Linked DNA regions of Sander lucioperca: region 2 is linked to region 1. Evidence: chromatin contacts called from public Hi-C data. All regions are on one chromosome and are shown on one strand. Each heading gives the region's core, a stretch centred on a gene start, on an enhancer-like site or on the middle of the called end of the contact. The rest is flanking DNA. Distances are from core to core; before and after follow the strand shown.

Region 1 (2,748 bases), core at 11-2,510:
TACCTTTTCCCAAGGTACACATTTTCTCTCACAATAACCCAAAAAAGCACAGGTGTAAGTAATTAAACTAATGGATGTTTGAGCCATTCCATTCAAAATCCTAGTCCCAGTTAAAAAGCACATCATCCATCATTATTGCTATTAACGCTACACCTGTGCTTTTCTTGTTATGCCATGTTAAAATGTCTCTTATTGGGGTCCTTCAGTCTTATCAAATACAATGCATGCAAATGTAAGAGGACAGTGTACCGTAACTGTCTGTAGGATTGTGTTTGGCTTAGTTAAGTGTACCTTTGCTTTAGTGTGTGTGTGTGTGTGTGTGTGTGTGTGTGTGTGTGTGTGTGTGTGTGTTGGGATGCTGCATGACACTGGCAGGACGGCATGCTGGGAGTGCCGAGCCGAGGCTTTCCCCTTCCATCATTAGCCTGCCACTCACTCACTCCTCCTCTTCCCCATCTTCCTGTCTATCCATTCAATCCCCCCCCCCCCTCTGCTCCACGCCCTCCTCTTTTGCCACTGTAATCTTTTTCTATCTCATAACTCCATGCAGACCTCCCTCTCTCTTTTTGTCTCTCTCTGTCTGTCTATTTTGGTGTTCCTCTTGATGAAGGGCACAGCACAGGGACTGTAAAGTGAATAATTATTTAATGATATGTGTATGTGTGTGTGTGTGTGTGTGTGTGTGTGTGTTAGCACTTACTTTATTGACGTGGGCATGTTCTCGCAAAGCAAGATCCCAAAACCTGCAGCCAACCTGGTTCCCACACTGACCAACTGAAGAACACGAATTCAAAGTGTAACGTTAGTTACAGTAACAACATAAGTAAGGGAAATGTTTCCACGAGTGGACCCTAATGTTATGTTAATTAAAAGTGTAACGTTAGTTACAGTAACAACATAGGTGAGGAAAATGTTTCCACGAGGGGACCCTAACGTTACCTACAACCCCTAGCTAGCAACACAGCAGGTGACAGCTAAGCTAACGCTAGCTAGCTAGCTACGTCTCTTTAACGAGATGCGCTGGAGTCTGAACTCACCTTGGACAACAACGGATTGTGTCATGGCCGCAGCAACACGCACACCCCTCTAGAAGGCGGATTTAAGTCATACGTAATGTTAACATTTGTCCATAACTCTCCACTGAAACTACTTTGTGTAAATAGTTTTAAACAATTCTTTCGTCTCGCGCCTCCCCTGTGTTTGGTCGAGTGCTAATGACGTATTACCATGGAAACGGCGTACACGTAACGTAGCTTCCGCATATTGTTTTGGGTTGATGTTGTGTGGCTCTAAAATAAAATTATAAACTTGACGTTATTTTTTACTATGAAGGAAATGATTTGGATAAATGCCATGTTTTCATTTTGAATACTTTTAATTTTATTTGGAAAATGTTATATCCATTAATGTAAATAGTCTGAAAGAAAACCGAATATTCACCGATATTAAAAACGACATTTTATTTTAAAACTTTAAAAGGACTGACAAATATAAGAAATCCGTCCGGACCCTAAACATCTAAAATGCCTTAAAACCTCTTCATTGTAAATGTTATACACCCATTTTTGTTCATGTTTATCGGTATATATTCACTGTGCTCATTGTGTTATTGTATCTTTACTTAAATAATAAAGTAAAATAAAAAAAAATTTTTTAAAAAACGTAGCTTCCGCATTTGTATCTATGGCTTTCGCACAACTTTACATCATCTCTCCAAATAAATATGAGACTGGTCATTAGTTTAATACAGAAAGCGTCTTCTGGAGAGAAGAGAAGAGAAGAGATATTTTCGTAGAATCAGTCAAATGTAGCCTATAGACCTTTTCAATGGAATTCCATTGCTAGGCAACAGCCTGGCCCCTTGTTAACTTCCTGTCAGTTGATGCCATTCACATACACTGCAACAGGAAATCAACTTGGGTCCATTTAGGACGTTTATGTTGACATCTGTGAAAGAAACACCACTCTATCTTCGACTGTATCACGATGGTTACCTAGACAACAATATGCCAAACAGTGAATGAATGAACGAGTGTAAATAATGTGTTGTGTGCCTGCTATTGATTTAATAAATTGTGACAGAAGAGATGCTTTAAATGATCATATTCCACGTTTCTTAACTTCTCGGCTGTTTGTTTTGGGTTTACAGGCTGTATGGAGTTTCCTCTCTATTTGGTTTAGAAATCCACTGTATATGCAGTAGAGGGCAGTGTTTAACTATATTTATTTCAAGTAGTTGTCTAACAACAGACAGACAGAAAAAAAACTAATAGAATGAGCATACATTTTATAACAGAAATAAAATGAACTACTACAATAACTAATTGTCAAGAAAGTAAGTAGGCTAAGCCAGTAAGTAACACTTTATTAATATACAGTAGGCCTTTTAAAAACACGCAGTTACAAAGTGCTTCACACACGCATGCTCAATAGCCTATATGAAAACATAAATAAGAATAAACATGAGTTACAAAATACAAATTTAAATTTAAAATACATCATAAAGAGGGTGCAGCCCTTTACACAAAGGCTAATGTATTAAGATTCACCTATATACATTATCCTAACATGGTAGTCAACAGATTCTTTTTCCCTGCCATTATAAGGTTTCGGTGCAGCACCTGAGCCAACTGAATGGAACTTAAAGACTTTTCTCAGATCTAATGATTTAGAACTTCTTTAGCTAGTTTTGTCTTTAAAGGTCCAGTGTGTAACGTGTTTAGTTGTTCATCAAAATCTGTGTTTCCC
Region 2 (2,700 bases), core at 102-2,601, 310 kb after region 1:
CACACACACACACACACACACACACACACACACACACACACACACACACACACAGTTAAGAAAGAGGTTTTGATCGTTTTTAATAGAAACTGAAGAGGTTTCCAATTACTATTATCATCTAAATGTAAGTGATACTTGTAAAAGTGCAGGCAGATGATGGAAAACATGCCCAGGTGGATGGTTAGAGGAGCGTTAGTACAAGGGATTGTGTCGTCATCAGGTAATCCAGGTACAACTGGTAAATACAATGCTCATTCTATTCGAGAATAAGAAAGCATTCAAATATATCGAAAAATCCTGATGAGTGCAGATTTTTTATTTCAAAATATGGCTTACGAAGCAGAAAATGTGTGGCCAAAACAAGTTCATGCTATAATCTCCAGTGCTGCATTCAAGGCCAATGAAATAAATTGTATATACAAGCTCCGACTGGGAGTGAGGATCATTTTGGCAACTTTCAGATGAATGACTTTGAAATGATCTAATGTAATGCTGCTATTTGATGTCAAACCACAAAATGCAAGATTTCACCACACAGGCCATTGGTGTTCCCTAATGTGAACAGCAACCTGCCGTGTTCTCACCACATTGGTTTCATTGGGTGTAGTCTCTCGACCTTCCTCCACAGCGCTGCGGAGGAAGGTCTGGCTAGTCCACACAGCATTCTGGGATGGGAGACAAACGTGCTCTGGTTTATTGGCATTTCTTTAAACCAATCAATCGTCTTGGGCGGCTTAGCGCCGGCCAGAGCCACGGTGCCTCTGCTAAATAGTCTCAGGAAAGAACTTGTTTTGGTGGAATCTGTACGTTCAAAAGTTGTTTTAGTCGTGCAAACATTTCTCTCTGAAATGTAGCGGAGTAGAAGCAGAAAGTGGCATGACTTTACGTAAGTAGTACTGGAGTAAATGTATGTAGTTACAGTCCACCACTGTACAAAACTACATATCAAATATTAATAATAAAAACAAACATATTTTGATTGATGTATTTTCATTTCAGAGCCCCTCAAGTCCTGGACAATGTGATAAAATATTGATTTCAGCTTGTGGTGCACAAGATCCATATCTTTGCTATACATCTCGTTGTATAGCTGTACTTGTGATAAGTTGTATTTCATATTTGATCATTGTGGTTGGGTATTTATTTCAATGCAAAACAAAATGAACACATGGTTTGGTAAGATGTCATTCCAGTGATTTTTTTTAATTTTTTTTTTAATGTATTATCCCAGCTTACCGTGAACGCAGCGCTACAATCTATTGTTCACTCCCTTTCCCAAACCCCGCCCACGCTCCGAGCGGCGCCCGTGATTGGCTGAATCCGAGTGCGGTGCCGTCATCGCTCGGAGCGCCCATTCATCTCTTCACTTGGGCGTTGGACTCCGCATCTTATTAGCAACAAGGGGAATTTCTCCATTTTGCAGCCTGTCTACACCGACACGGCCACCAATCTGGGATTTTATTACTTCTCCCTACCTGTCAGCTTTTTCCTGCTATTTGTTGAAAAAACCCCTCTCTAACTGGACTTTGCTTTTTCCCCCTGTGAACTTTTTTTTCCTCTGTGCATACAAAGGGAGACATCAGCGAAGAGCTTTGTGTTTCAACAAAGAGGCTTGTGAGTCTTTGTTCGGGTTTTTTTCTCTTGTGGAATCGGTTGAGTTTCTTTGTTGGAGCGAAAAAAGCATGGGAGCGCAACTGTCCAAGACAACTGGAAAGGCCGAAACTGCGGCGGAGAAGCCCGGAGAGGCTGCTGCTTCACCCACCAAGACCAACGGACAGGTAAATGATATTTTATCATCCAGCTCTTCCATCCATCCATCCATCCATCCGCCTGTCCGTCCGGGGGAGAATGTGGCCGCTCTGCCGGCGCAACCCGTGCGTAATTGTGGATAGATTGAATGGAGATCCGCGGTGCGAGTTGAAACTAAATGGAAACACTTTGTTTAAAAAAATAAAAAATAAATCTGATTCATTATAGTTCACGAGCAACAGTTGAGCATTTGATATATCCCCATTGTTTCATGTAAACTGTATGTTGAGCGGATGTTGAAAGAAACGAGCTTTTATTTTAGAAGAGGAAGCCACTTTGATTGGATTCTTTGTTGATAAAAGAAATTCACTTTTGTTGAATTGTAGGATTTGAATGAAATCGCGTGTTAAATGGCTGATTGGTAAAATGCACTCCAGAAAATGATATTCAGGATAATAATGGAACAGCTTCGGCTTTGAATGAAGTCGCCTCTCGATCGTAATTTGGAGGGGAAAGTTTCTGAATAAGACAAGATGCGCGACACCGACAAAAGGCTGTGTGTGCGCTTGGAGCGCCACTCCTTTTGTTCCAGATGCTCGAATAGAAAGTGGAGATGGCAGCCTGCTATCACTCCGGAGGGGAGCCAGCGGCTCGGAGCCAGCGGTGCCCCCGGAGAGAGAGACAGGCAGGCTGCCGCTGTTCTCCGTCGCTCCTTTTTTACAGTTAGGATTTTTGTTAAAGAATACGCAATTCAGAAACCCCGCTTTAGATGTTATACTTTCTTAGGAGATGTATCTGAACTGTGCTCTCCGTGATCTGCTGGACTAATGAGCATCTGCTGTTTTAATGAGCAGCTGCTTTACTGTTGCAGCGACCCGGCACCGACCCCTTGCGATCCGGTTGAGGCACTGCGACCACTCTCTCTCTCTCAGAATATGAATAGAATCCAGA

The links. A called contact is a pair of places that touch in the nucleus more often than the background predicts.
Region 2: a Hi-C map of liver shows a contact between it and region 1, with 4 times the contacts expected there. The contact joins the promoter of marcksa here to the promoter of tube1 in region 1. A contact is called at or near these places in 2 of 2 Hi-C or Micro-C datasets (liver and muscle).

The regions. Positions count from the first base shown.
Region 1 is chr19:26,675,619-26,678,366 of SLUC_FBN_1.2, forward strand. tube1 (tubulin epsilon chain) reads right to left here and starts at 1,261. Exons shown (of 13, transcript XM_031285634.2): 1 at 1,038-1,261; 2 at 701-774. The coding sequence starts at 1,062.
Region 2 is chr19:26,984,181-26,986,880 of SLUC_FBN_1.2, forward strand. It overlaps marcksa (myristoylated alanine-rich protein kinase C substrate a), which reads left to right and starts at 1,352. Exons shown (of 2, transcript XM_031285675.2): 1 at 1,352-1,778. The coding sequence starts at 1,683.